3 separate regions of the Mus musculus genome follow, and all the other regions are linked to region 2. A link is a contact called in public promoter capture Hi-C data. All regions are on one chromosome and are shown on one strand. The core of a region is the stretch at or near the end of the contact, and the rest is flanking DNA. Distances in the headings are between cores, read along the strand shown.

Evidence for each region. Promoter capture Hi-C pulls out the DNA fragments that hold promoters and counts their contacts.
Region 1: a contact with region 2 is called in a promoter capture Hi-C map of liver, with 2.2 times the contacts expected there. The contact joins the enhancer-like site here to the promoter of Brip1 in region 2. A contact is called at or near these places in 3 of 39 promoter capture datasets (hippocampal neurons and liver) and 2 of 115 datasets of contacts at active chromatin or transcription factors (astrocytes and bone marrow-derived macrophages).
Region 3: a promoter capture Hi-C map of liver shows a contact between it and region 2, with 2.9 times the contacts expected there. The contact joins the enhancer-like site here to the promoter of Brip1 in region 2. A contact is called at or near these places in 6 of 39 promoter capture datasets (the HPC-7 cell line, embryonic stem cells, frontonasal cranial neural crest and 2 more) and 8 of 115 datasets of contacts at active chromatin or transcription factors (astrocytes, bone marrow-derived macrophages, embryonic forebrain and 4 more).

Annotation. Positions count from the first base shown.
Region 1 is chr11:85,569,277-85,573,140 of GRCm38.p6, forward strand. All of the region lies in intron 19 of Bcas3 (breast carcinoma amplified sequence 3), which reads left to right. Among named protein-coding and RNA genes, the nearest start is that of Bcas3os1, 150 kb to the right of the region's middle. Within about 2 kb of position 1,870, at least 25 of the 459 cell types and tissues checked have an H3K27ac peak or open chromatin away from gene starts, as enhancers often do. A contact at or near this core is called in liver, where this site is marked.
Region 2 is chr11:86,199,056-86,202,456 of GRCm38.p6, forward strand. It overlaps Brip1 (BRCA1 interacting protein C-terminal helicase 1), which reads right to left and starts at 2,138. Exons shown (of 20, transcript NM_178309.2): 1 at 2,054-2,138. Brip1os (BRCA1 interacting protein C-terminal helicase 1, opposite strand) reads left to right here and starts at 2,305. Exons shown (of 7, transcript NR_130959.1): 1 at 2,305-2,497.
Region 3 is chr11:85,425,994-85,429,806 of GRCm38.p6, forward strand. The region is part of intron 7 of Bcas3 (breast carcinoma amplified sequence 3); the gene reads left to right. Among named protein-coding and RNA genes, the nearest start is that of Bcas3, 75 kb to the left of the region's middle. Within about 2 kb of position 2,533, at least 18 of the 459 cell types and tissues checked have an H3K27ac peak or open chromatin away from gene starts, as enhancers often do.

The DNA of each region.
Region 1 (3,864 bases), core at 620-3,119, 630 kb before region 2:
AAATGTTTTAGAAAGACATTGTTCTGATTTAGTTCAGTTGTGGCTCTTTGAATAATCTACCCTCGTTCACATGGTTCACCCCATAGCTAAGAAAGGAGTCAAGATGATGGTCAGTACTCCCATGAGAAGTCACAGATCCAGTTCTTTTCAAATGTTGGGAATGGGGATGCCTCTCAGGTTCTCTGTTTGATCCCCAGCATTGGAAAAAGAATAAAATAAAGTTAGGAAAAATAATAGAAATGGTCTAAAATTCACAAAATACAGCAGATTGTTTTGTGGATCTACCTGGTACCTGTCCTTGGTTTTGTTTCTTCGTGCACGTGCACAAGGTGTAAGAGGGAAGCCTTTTGCTGTGCCTTTCCCCTGAGCACTTCACTATGCATCTGCTGATTAAACTCTATAACTATAGGTGCCATGGACACAGTGGTTTGGAGAGCTCCTGGTGGCTGGCATTGTGTCACAGTAGAAGATCAACTTTGGAGAATGTTGTTTTGTTTTTGGACAGAGCCCTTAGGTGATTGTTAGTGATTCTTGCTTCTGTGTTTTTAACTGATCTATTTGGACCTAAAGGAACACGTTGTGTATCTTTAAGGATTGTTTATAAGGATTCTGAAATGTGTTCCTTTGTATGGGTTAAAAATGTTGCTGTCTTCCAGGGTTTAAAAGCTTTTCTCTTTTCATGCCAAGATAACTTTGCCTCTTTCGCTTATGCAAGAGAAAATGTCTATTTCTTTCTTTCTGCTGTATAATGACCTAGACTTTCCTAGAATAATATTCAGCAGTAAACAAGTAAAGTATGGAAGACACTGCATTAACTCTGTGCAAAATAATTTTTGCTTTTGTAAATGGTCCCTCTGCTCTGTTTTGGTTTTGTGGGTGTGTCTCGTGGTGCTGGTGATCAGGCCCAGGCCACCGAGTTTCCAGACGAGTTCTGTCACCCCAGAATTTGTTTTGTTTTGTTTTTTGTATAAAATCTTGATGTCCGATTATTAAAGAGCCAAATGAGTGTTTCTTTCATTTTTCATTAGTTCAAAGTATATACCCTTTCTTACGTTATTCTTTTATAAAGTCTGGCACATTTATAATCTTTGACTGTAAAATAAAGACCTGATTATTGGTGTAAGAAGTACAACTATAATGCATGTATGTGAATTAAAGTAATTGGTTGTAAGGCTGCAGCTACTGTTACTGATCTACTCAGATCAGTCTCTGTCTCTCTCTCTTCATGTCTCTGTCTCTCTCTTCTCTCTCTCTCCCCCCTCCCTCCCCCCTTCCCTCCATCCCTCCCTCCCTCCCTACATCTTCCTCCCTTGCCTCTGTCCCCTCTTCTCTTTAATTTCAATCCCTGGGGCCTGGATGCAGATCTTTGCATGTGCTAGAGCAACACTTTACTGTTGAGCTGCACCCTAAGCCTCTTTTCCCCACTGCTCACCTCCCCGTGACCCATCCCCCACCCCCTACCCATGCCCCTTTGCATGTGCCCACACTGTAACATGATAGTGTTAATTCAGAAGTTCTCAGCAAGATTTTGTAGACACTGCAGTAAGGGAGGAGTTACATTTTAGTTCCCGTGCTGTCATTTCACATGTGTGTGTGTTGAAGTCTTCTGCTGAGTGAGTTGCAGATGCACATATTAAGTTGGCATTATGGACATGCGGTTGTGTCTAGCTCTTCCTTGACCTTAGTTGCAGATGTCTTGAAGACGTTGCCAAAGTCTGTTCAGTTCCAAGTTGTGCATTGGGATGGTTTTGAACTTTTGTTCAGCAGAGTTGCTGATCTAGCCAGAACTGCAGGCAGTCCATTAGGCTCTGTTATGTACTTCACTTTACGAGATCTTTATGGTCATACTGAGCCCTGCCAGGCTGCCTCCAGATATCACTTGTCCAGACACACAATGCAAAATGACCTCTAGGGCAACAAGAATAACAAATGAAAGGTCCTTAGTCATGTGGTTGAATGAGACTTTGAGAATCTGGAAAAGGAAACTGGCGAGAGAGGGATAAGATGTACCCGGAGTTGAAGGCTATTCAGGGAAGTGTATTCTCTTGCAGACAATAAGTATATGTCATTTTTCTAATTATACATTGCTGGTGACTGTTCTTCTGGGAATGTGGAAGAAAAGGAAAGTGAAACCAGAGATGGGCAATGAGTGAATGCTAGAAAATTTTAATAATTAATTAGTGAGCATCTATGGTACCCTAGGGCCTAGGTGCAGGGAAGATCATTGATCCATTTAATATAAACCTTGGAGACACTTGTTTCTGTATGTATTGTCACACTACTGTTGGGCTGTTGCAAAGCATGCCTGCTAATAAGCAGGCCGGAAATGAGGTTGCAACCTCACAGGTTCAGTGCACTGCTGGTGCTCCATCCATGTTGTCAGTAGCAGTGGAGTCTGATACTAACCATGCTTTCAGGGATTTTAGGCGTGTTATCTTTTTAGATGATGACTTTCTCCTTTTTTTCATAGTCATTGAAAATTAACAAATGTTGTTACGTTGATAGGTAGAAAATGACTTGCTTAGCTGTTTGGACTCGTTACTACTTTAGGCACAGACGGTGGTCGTGTTCCTTCTGGGATGCTTGGCTCATTGGGAACTGCGTGTTCACTTTGCTGGTTGTTTGCTCTGGAGACTTAGTTTATAGAGGCAGATTTTCATTTTTACAATAAGAAGCTGCATTGCCCACCAGTTCTCCCTGGAGGCCGAAGTGCTTTCTCATTGGAAGCAGAGTTTGCTTCAGAGCACATTCATATTGTAGGCCCGTTAAAGAAATGCTGCTTTTAATAAGAACCAAATATATGTGAAAGTTTGTCCTTGAATGAGAGTTTATCACCGTTGCCCTTTGGGTGAACCTTCAGTGGGAGCTGCTTCATTCAGGGCAGCATGATGTCATCGAATTCACAAAGTTCTCTGTAGCTAGAAAAAGACTCATTGTTCCCTGAAATAACCTAAAGGACTCAAAACTGCTGGCGCATTATTGGCTTCTTAGGTCTTCACTAAGTACTTCAGCTTCAAGGGGCTTTTCATCTTTTTCTGTGGGGTGGGGATTTCATAGGGTATGGAAAACAAACACTCTGACCCTGAATCTAAAGTGTATTCACAACAGTCCACTGCTGGCCTGACCTTGCTGGTGCTCCTGATACACGTAGAATGTGGATTTCTAACTGTTGGTTGTGTTCTTAAGTAGATCTAAATTTTGTTCAGTTTTTCAGCATAGCTTTAAAGTAGGAAGGACTCTGTCACTTGGGAAGGGAGGTTGGATGAGGGCAGCTGTGTTTGTGAGCAATGCTCCCTTATCTCAGTCTCTTGCAATTAGTCAACGTGTGACATCAAAATACACTAGGTGAGGTTGTTGTTGTTGTTTCTGTTTACTTGCTCTCTGCATGTTTGCTTCTCTGAGAACACATACTATAAACAGTCTGCTTCAAAGTTACCTTGTAACCATGTGCTCATGTGCTCATCCTGGCCTGCCTGGTGCTATTTTAAAGTAACTTGACAGTATTTCCTTTGCATGTAGCGTGATAAGACGCACTGTTAATCCTTGTAGCTATAGTAGGGATATAAATGGTGAGCTGTATATCTTGAAGTTCCTTCTCCTTTTCTTTGTTTATTATCTAAAAATAGCTGATAAGAGACTAGAAAGGCTGCTGAGCACTTGCTGCTCTTGTAGAGGTCCCAGCATTCCATGCTGGCTTACAGCTGTGACTCTAATTCCAGGGGGTCTTACTCTCTTTTCTTACCTCCATGGGAAGGTAACGGGCACAACGTGTGGTACACATAGATACATGCAAGCAACACACTCATATACATAAAATAAATCTAGAAAAATAATAAGGCTGACAAATGTTTGTAAAGGTGCTAA
Region 2 (3,401 bases), core at 888-3,387:
CAGGCACCTTACAAATGCCTGTAACTCCAGCTCCAAGGACTCCCACAACCTTATCTGGCTTCTGCAATAACCTGCATTTACCTGGCATAGCCATCCACACATACACTCACAAATATAAAAAGGATTACAGTTTACATATCGAAATAATGTCATTCAAAGAAAACCAGACACCTAGCAATAGAGCTGAAGTCTGATAATAAAAACTGGAATTAATAAGCACATATATAAAAGTAATAGAAATAAAAAAAAATCTTATCCTTATAAATAAATCTCAGGGTCAAGAGCACATACGTACTAGAGTCTGACCAGTCTAGACTGGCACTCCATGATGTATTAGTTATGATGTAAGGCAAGTCACTTTTCTAGAACTCCATGTCCTCAGGTACAGAATAGGAGTCCTAACAGAAACAAGCCTTATAAGACTGCTGTAAAAGTTAAATAATGTAAAAACATACTGTACATGGCAGATGAAACACAAGCTCCTATAACAAGTTTGATTACATATATTCAACTTATAGATACAACAGATTTCTGAAGCAGCTCTGCTATTCCATAGCCTCACTGTTTCCTCTTATTCTGTACATTCCTGTTTGCCCTTTTCACACTCTCCCAGTTAGAAGGAAAAGGCAGATGAATGGGCAGGAAGCACAGGTTGTATCTATGACTTAACATTTTTCACCTGTAAGTCTAAAATTCTTTTCTGCAATAATATCTAACTTTAAAAATTGTTGTAAGGGAGAAAGTATCTTTCCACAGAAATTCACTTAATTTTTTTTAAATCATCTTTTAGTTTACTGGGGGAGGAGAACCCGCATGGCATGACACGTGTGTGGAAGTGAGAAGACAGTGTTCTGGAGACAGAATAGGTTCCCTCCTCTCACCATGTGGGTCTCAGGAATTAAACACTGCTAGCTCGGTTGAGTCCTTTACCTGCTGAGTCAGCTCAGTAATTCTGAAATCAGGAGATTATAATTGAAACAAAATAGATTTAAATCCCACTGTTTGCATCACCTAACCTCCCAGACACTTTTATTGACTGAAGAATTTCGACAGTGGTGAGAAAATCTGGTAAACTCAGTCTGTGAATGGAGATGGTTAAGACAGAAGGTACAACAGGTCATGAAGTCAATAACTTTAACCACAGCTTCTGTGCTCCAAAAAACCCACCACTCTTAAGTTATTTTTCATTTCTAAATATTGTTCTGTCAGACAAGACCTGCATAAAATCAAGCCAAGGAGACCTGTCAACATCCCATCAGGCAGTACTAATTGGACTCATTGGGTGGGAGGGGCGTGTGAAGGGGTCCCGAAGCAGTGTGAAGGATGTACTGGGGATAGGTCAAGATACTTTGTATATATGCATAAACTATCAAAGAATAAATAAAAGATATTGTTAGAAAAAGTATCCAATCACTGATTTTTATCTGTAAACCTCTGAGGTTTAATGGACTCTAACAGCTTATTCTGAAGCAAAAACTCAATATTGTGTTACTAAAATTAATCGAGATGGCAATCTATGCCTGAAGCTGTGGCAACATTCCTCTCAAAACTCATCAGACAATCACACTTCCGGATGTGGTGGCGCAATTCTTCTGGCCCCCAACAATCTCTGGTGGATCTCTGTACGATCGATCGAGGGCAGCCAGGTCTGCACTCCGAGTTCCAGCCCAGCCAGAGCTGGAGGGTGAGACCCTGTCTCTTTAAGAGAAGGGGGGGGGGGGGGCGGGTTAACAAATCTGTAGCCCTTCCAGAAGTACCGCGGAAGCTGGGGCTACCTCCAGCCTGCGTTCACAGAATGTAAGGACAGGCTCCCTGGCCCTCAGCTTTCCTTCCCCAAGCTCCTAGTTCTCACATGTCCACGGGGAGCCACACCATAGAGCCCGAGAGCCCGCCGGCGCCAGCCTGCAGGAGCCCGTCCCCTCCCCGCGCCCTCCTTTCCATTTGCCCACGGCTGGCTCCCGCTCCCAGAGAAAAGGAACGGCTGACGTTTGACAGAAGGCAACGCGGAGCCGACCTACAAGGAAAGCTCGCGAGTACGAAAGTCCTCCCTCACCGGCTGTTCCGACGCTGCCAGGTACCAAGGTACAGCCACTCCTCCCTCTCCAGGCTGCACTCCGCAGCGCCACACAGATGAATTCGCGCCTCCCGCCCCTCGGTTCCCAGTCAGCCAATCACACAGCCAGACCGGAAAAGGAAACAGCCAATCATCGTACGAGGCCAACGCTATACCGCCCAATGGGAGCCCGCGAAGTAAAATCAACCCTCGAGTACTTGGCGGGACCGGAAGACGAGCACCGCCCCTCCCCCAAACCCCACCCCGCGAAAAAGACTGGGACAAGTTCCGCACATTTGCTTGAAGGAAAAAAAAAAATTCTTGTACTGTGAGACTTTAAGAAGCACAAAATGGGCGTTAGACGGGTCTTACATTTGGTGCATTGACCGGGAATCGTCCTGCTGGCGGGTCCAGTGACAGGAGACCGGAGGATTGTTCGAGCAGGTACCGCGGCTGTGTCTCTTTGTGTCCGCCCTTGGCGTGCGTCTATTCCGCGCGTCTATTCCGTCTGTTCCCTCTATTTTGAGTCGGCTGCAAGTCAGTTTGGTTTCGGTTTGCAAAGGAGTTGTCTGCCGGGGGTTGCCAGAAGCGACCTTAACGCTGCGGTAACGAAGAGTCCTGGAGGACGCTCCAGACTCTCAGAGTGGGAAGTCGGATCCGATCCGCGAGATCCGGGAGGGCTCGACTTCATCTGGGGGTCAGTGGCAAAGAGACCACTACCAAGTTATTCAGTGTATCTTCTGTGGCGCTCGTGGCAGGGGCGCGTTGGTATTTTACTTTCTGTTTTTCTTTTTGTGTGTGGACTGGGACTGACGTTATTTTTGGACAGAATGGGACACTGACCTTCCACCCCTCCGAGTTTTACTCTAGAACATTGGAGGGAGGTTAAGACTAGAGCTCACAATCTCTCAGTAAATGTGAAGAAAAATAAATGGTTTACTTTTTGCTCGTCAGAGTGGCCCACCTTTCAGATTGGATGGCCTCCTGAGGGTTCTTTCTCACTGCCTCTTATATTGTCCGTCAAGAGGTGCATTTTTGGTGCTGGCTCGAAGAGCCACCCTAATCAGGTCCCATATATCATAGTGTGGGAAGATTTAGTCACCGATCCCCCTCCTTGTGTTCGCCCGGTTCCTCTTCAGGACCAATGGCTGTGCCAATCTTCGCCCTTCAGGATAGGCCCAAGAAAGATGTTCTCCCCACCACGGATACTGATCTTCTTCTTTATCTCCCTCCCCTTTATCCTCTCTCTCTCTCTCTCTCTCTCTCTCTCTCTCTCTCTCTCTCTCTCTCTCTCTCCTCATGCAGCTCAAGCTGCAGGGCCTTTGGCCCCGCCCATTCCGCCTGGAGA
Region 3 (3,813 bases), core at 1,283-3,782, 770 kb before region 2:
CCTCCCTCCTCTTTCCCTCTCTTCGTCTCTCCCTTTCCCTCTCCCCCCTAAGCCCCTCCCCCCACAGACATATACAGACAGGGTTCAAACTGTGTATCCCCATCTGGCCTGGACTCTGTGTAGATCAGGCTAGGCCCAAACTCAGACTTACCTGTCTCTTTTGAGTACTTGGGGTGAATGTGGGATATATAGCCAGGTTTTACAATATTTTTATCTTGAGGCATGGCCCGGTCGTGTTCTGGCCAGCCCAAAGCTTATTTTGTAGCCCAGGGTGACTTTGAACTCATGGCAGTCCTTTTTTTTAGCCTCCTGATTTTTCTGGGATAATAGGTGTGTGCCACCATGCCTGACTTCATATTTCCTTCTTAATTTATATTTACCATACAAAGTCAGTTTGGCATGCAGCTAATATTTTTTTCTCTGAGAAAATTTTGAGTTGGAATACAATTAAATTAAGATTCTCATGGAAAAGTTTTTAAAAATATTTATTTATTTCATGTATGTGGGCACACTGTTGCTGCCTTTAGACACTCCAGAAGAGGGTATCAGATCTCGTTACAGACAGATGGTGGTGAGCCACCATGTGGTTGCTGGGAATTGAACTCAGGACCCTTGGAAGAGAGTCAGCTCTTAACCGCTGAGCTATCTCTCCAGCTCTGATTTTCTATTTAATCTCTCTTCATTTACAGACATTATAAAGAAAAGGATTCTAGTCACTATGTAGAGCCTCAAGTAATTATGCTGTTGTTCTTGTTTTTATTGTGTGGTATTTAAGGGGATCCTCTTCGTCTTTTTTCTTCTTCTTTTTTTTTTTTTAAAGACAGGTCACACATGTTGGCCTGAAACTTGTTATGTAGATCAGACTGCCTTGAATTATTATTATTATTCTCCTGCCTCTTGAATGCTGGCATTTAAGGCACGCTCCTTTAACCGACTGACTAAGTCACTAATTAATTGTTAGTATATATGTTGCATGTATATTTAGGTGCATGCCACAGTGTATGCGTGTGAGTCAGATGACACCTCTTGTTGTCACCTTTCCTCCACTCCCCTTTGAGACAGGCTCCGTCTTGTCTTTTCTACTCTGTGTGGCCTGTGAGGTACTGGTCAGCAAGCTTCTCACAAGTTCTGTGTTTGCCTCCCGTTTTACTGTAAGAATGTTGCTGCTACTGCTCCTTTTTTTTTTTAAAGTAAGTTCTAGGGACTGAACTCAGATTTGAATAAAGATGTTTTTGAAGGAAACTTGGATGTAATGACACAAGATGCTGACCCATCAATGGTGAATCTTGTTTCATTTCTGCTTGTTCCTTGTTCTATAGTTTTTTTCACTAAGGATTAACCTAAAATTGATGCTTTATAGTTAGTCTCCATGCTATGGCTAAATGTATAGGAATAATGGAAACTGTGAAGACTTTAGAGAAAAGATTCAGAAGTAAATTGCAGATGAAGAGCAGCAGTTCTTGTCAGTCCTTGTTCTTGGGATCCGTAATCTTGAACCGTGGGAGTGATCCAGGGGCACCATGCTGATTAGGTGAGGCAGAGTTTTCACTGCAGTCTGGTATGCATTAGGCGTGGCACATAGTCGCTGATTTGAATCCCAGGATAGGAACAGTAGAGAGTTCTATTCACTGTTGGGAATGCCTTTTCTGTATATTGATGTAGTTATCTGATTTTGAGTTGGGATAAAAGCTTTTGGGGGGTGGAGCTTGTTCACCTCTGCTGTTTTTGTTCTGTTTTGCCAGTCCTCGTGGGCTACGCTAGGACTGCTTTTTAGGGATCTTTACTTCCACGGAAAAATTGTAATTTGTTTATATTCCCTACAGAAGCTCATGTGTATAATGCTGTACATATATCTTTATTGAGGCATAATTGAAACATGATTAACTGCACCTCCTTAATGTGTGCAGTTTGATACATTTTGACATCTGTATATACCCGTGAAACCATCACTCCAATCAAGATAATGAGCATGGCCACCCCCACATTAGTTTTCTCATGCCCAGCTGTAATGCATCCTTGTGTGTCCCTCCCCTTGGTGGAAGAAGCTTGCTTCAAGATAGTAAGGCTCAGGGTAGCACTTCAATCTTGACTCGGTGATAAACTTTAAGAAAGTTTCTTTGCTGTTGTCTAGTTTAAGGTACCTTCAATGGGTAGTTAGAAATATAAAAGTAAGCATCTCTGTGTTCCACGTTTCCCTTCCGCTCCATAACCTCAAGGCTTTTAAAAGCATAGCTTTCCTTTTAGAAGCAGTTCATAAAACTACTAAAGGGCTTGCAGTTCCACTGTGTAATCATTTCAAAACAACAGTTTTTTTTCAGCCACCAAAAAGGATGCAGTCTTGACATTTAAATAGAAAACAGATTGAGTTTTTGGCTGATATTGCTCTGCTGGTTTAAATGTTGGTTCAGTCAACTTCAGGCTTAGATTACAAGATTTGCAAATTAAAGGAAACCAAACGGGAAGGAACATCTGCATAGATTCTGACTTTGTGGAATTCCACCCAGGCACGCTTACTCTGCTGGCAGAACAGAGCGTGTGTGCAGTGAGTAATTCTGCAAAGAGAGCACTGGTCTGCTGTGATTATCTTAAGGATGCAGTGGAGAGAGACCAGCAGTTAACATGAGCAACATGGGGTTTTCACATGGCTTAGTTTTAAAGTCATATTCCAGGAAGACGTGTGTGTGTGTGTGTGTGTGTGTGTGTGTGTGTGTTTTGTTGTGATAAAGGCCCTCTTTGGTGTCCTGAATGGTCTCGAACTCCCAGGCTCTATCAGTTCTTTTCAATATCTGGAACAATATGAGTGCCTGCAGCGTCACTTCCAGCCAGATCTTGTGCTGATATAGTATATGGTATTTAACCAGAATAAAAGCTTTCCAAATGTCACTAATTGTGTTACTTGATGATTTTATTGTATTAGAGAACTGAGGTTTCTAGGAAGGTAATTTGCTTTAACTAAGGTTGAAATCTGTTATAATCAAAGACTATATGGATGTAATTTACTGAGTAAATTATAACACAGACACAGTAAAATATAAGGGATCTTTGTTTGCTACTGGGTTAATCATACATTGTGTATATGATTTTAAGATGCTTCTTGTAGGTCACCTAGCGTGCCATTTAGATAGCAGTCTCAAAGAACTGCCTGATTCAAATGCTTGCTCTTTTAATTCTAAGAAGAGTTTTTAATGTTGTTTTTGTGGCACACTGGGGCCTCTACCATCTACTTCTCCAGTAGTAAGACAAGGTACTGTTTCCACATGGGAAGAAGAAAAGGCTGTCCTCACAGGTTGCTTGACAGTTTCTTGTGACAGTTGTGTGGGAGGGTAGGAGGAGGCGTGTGGCTTCTATAATGGATAGAATCAAGGGTGCTGAGAAACGTCCTAAAAAGTGCAGATCAACCCTTGAGAGCAAAGAATTACATGTGCTAGTGTCATTAAGGTTAAAGACAACCTCATCTTTGCAGGCAACAAGCTGTGCAGAGATAAAAAGTTAGTAGGGGCTAATAAAAACTAATAGTGGTATGAACCACTTTTAAATGTCTTGCTCTTCCTAACTCTCAAGTACCATCTTTATTTATTTCTTCCAGTGGCTTTGAGTGCTAATTTCTAGATACACGAATGCACATATGCACAAGTGCACACGCACATACTTCCTCACACAGTGTTCATTTCTGATTCTTTGGCATTGATAACTAGGAGCAGAATTGCTGGGTGACGTCGCTTTAGATGTGTGTGGGTAGTTTTATGCATTCTAGGAACCTCTGTAGATCAGTATGGGATTCCAGTGGCCAGGACAGGTAGGGAGTATGTGTCC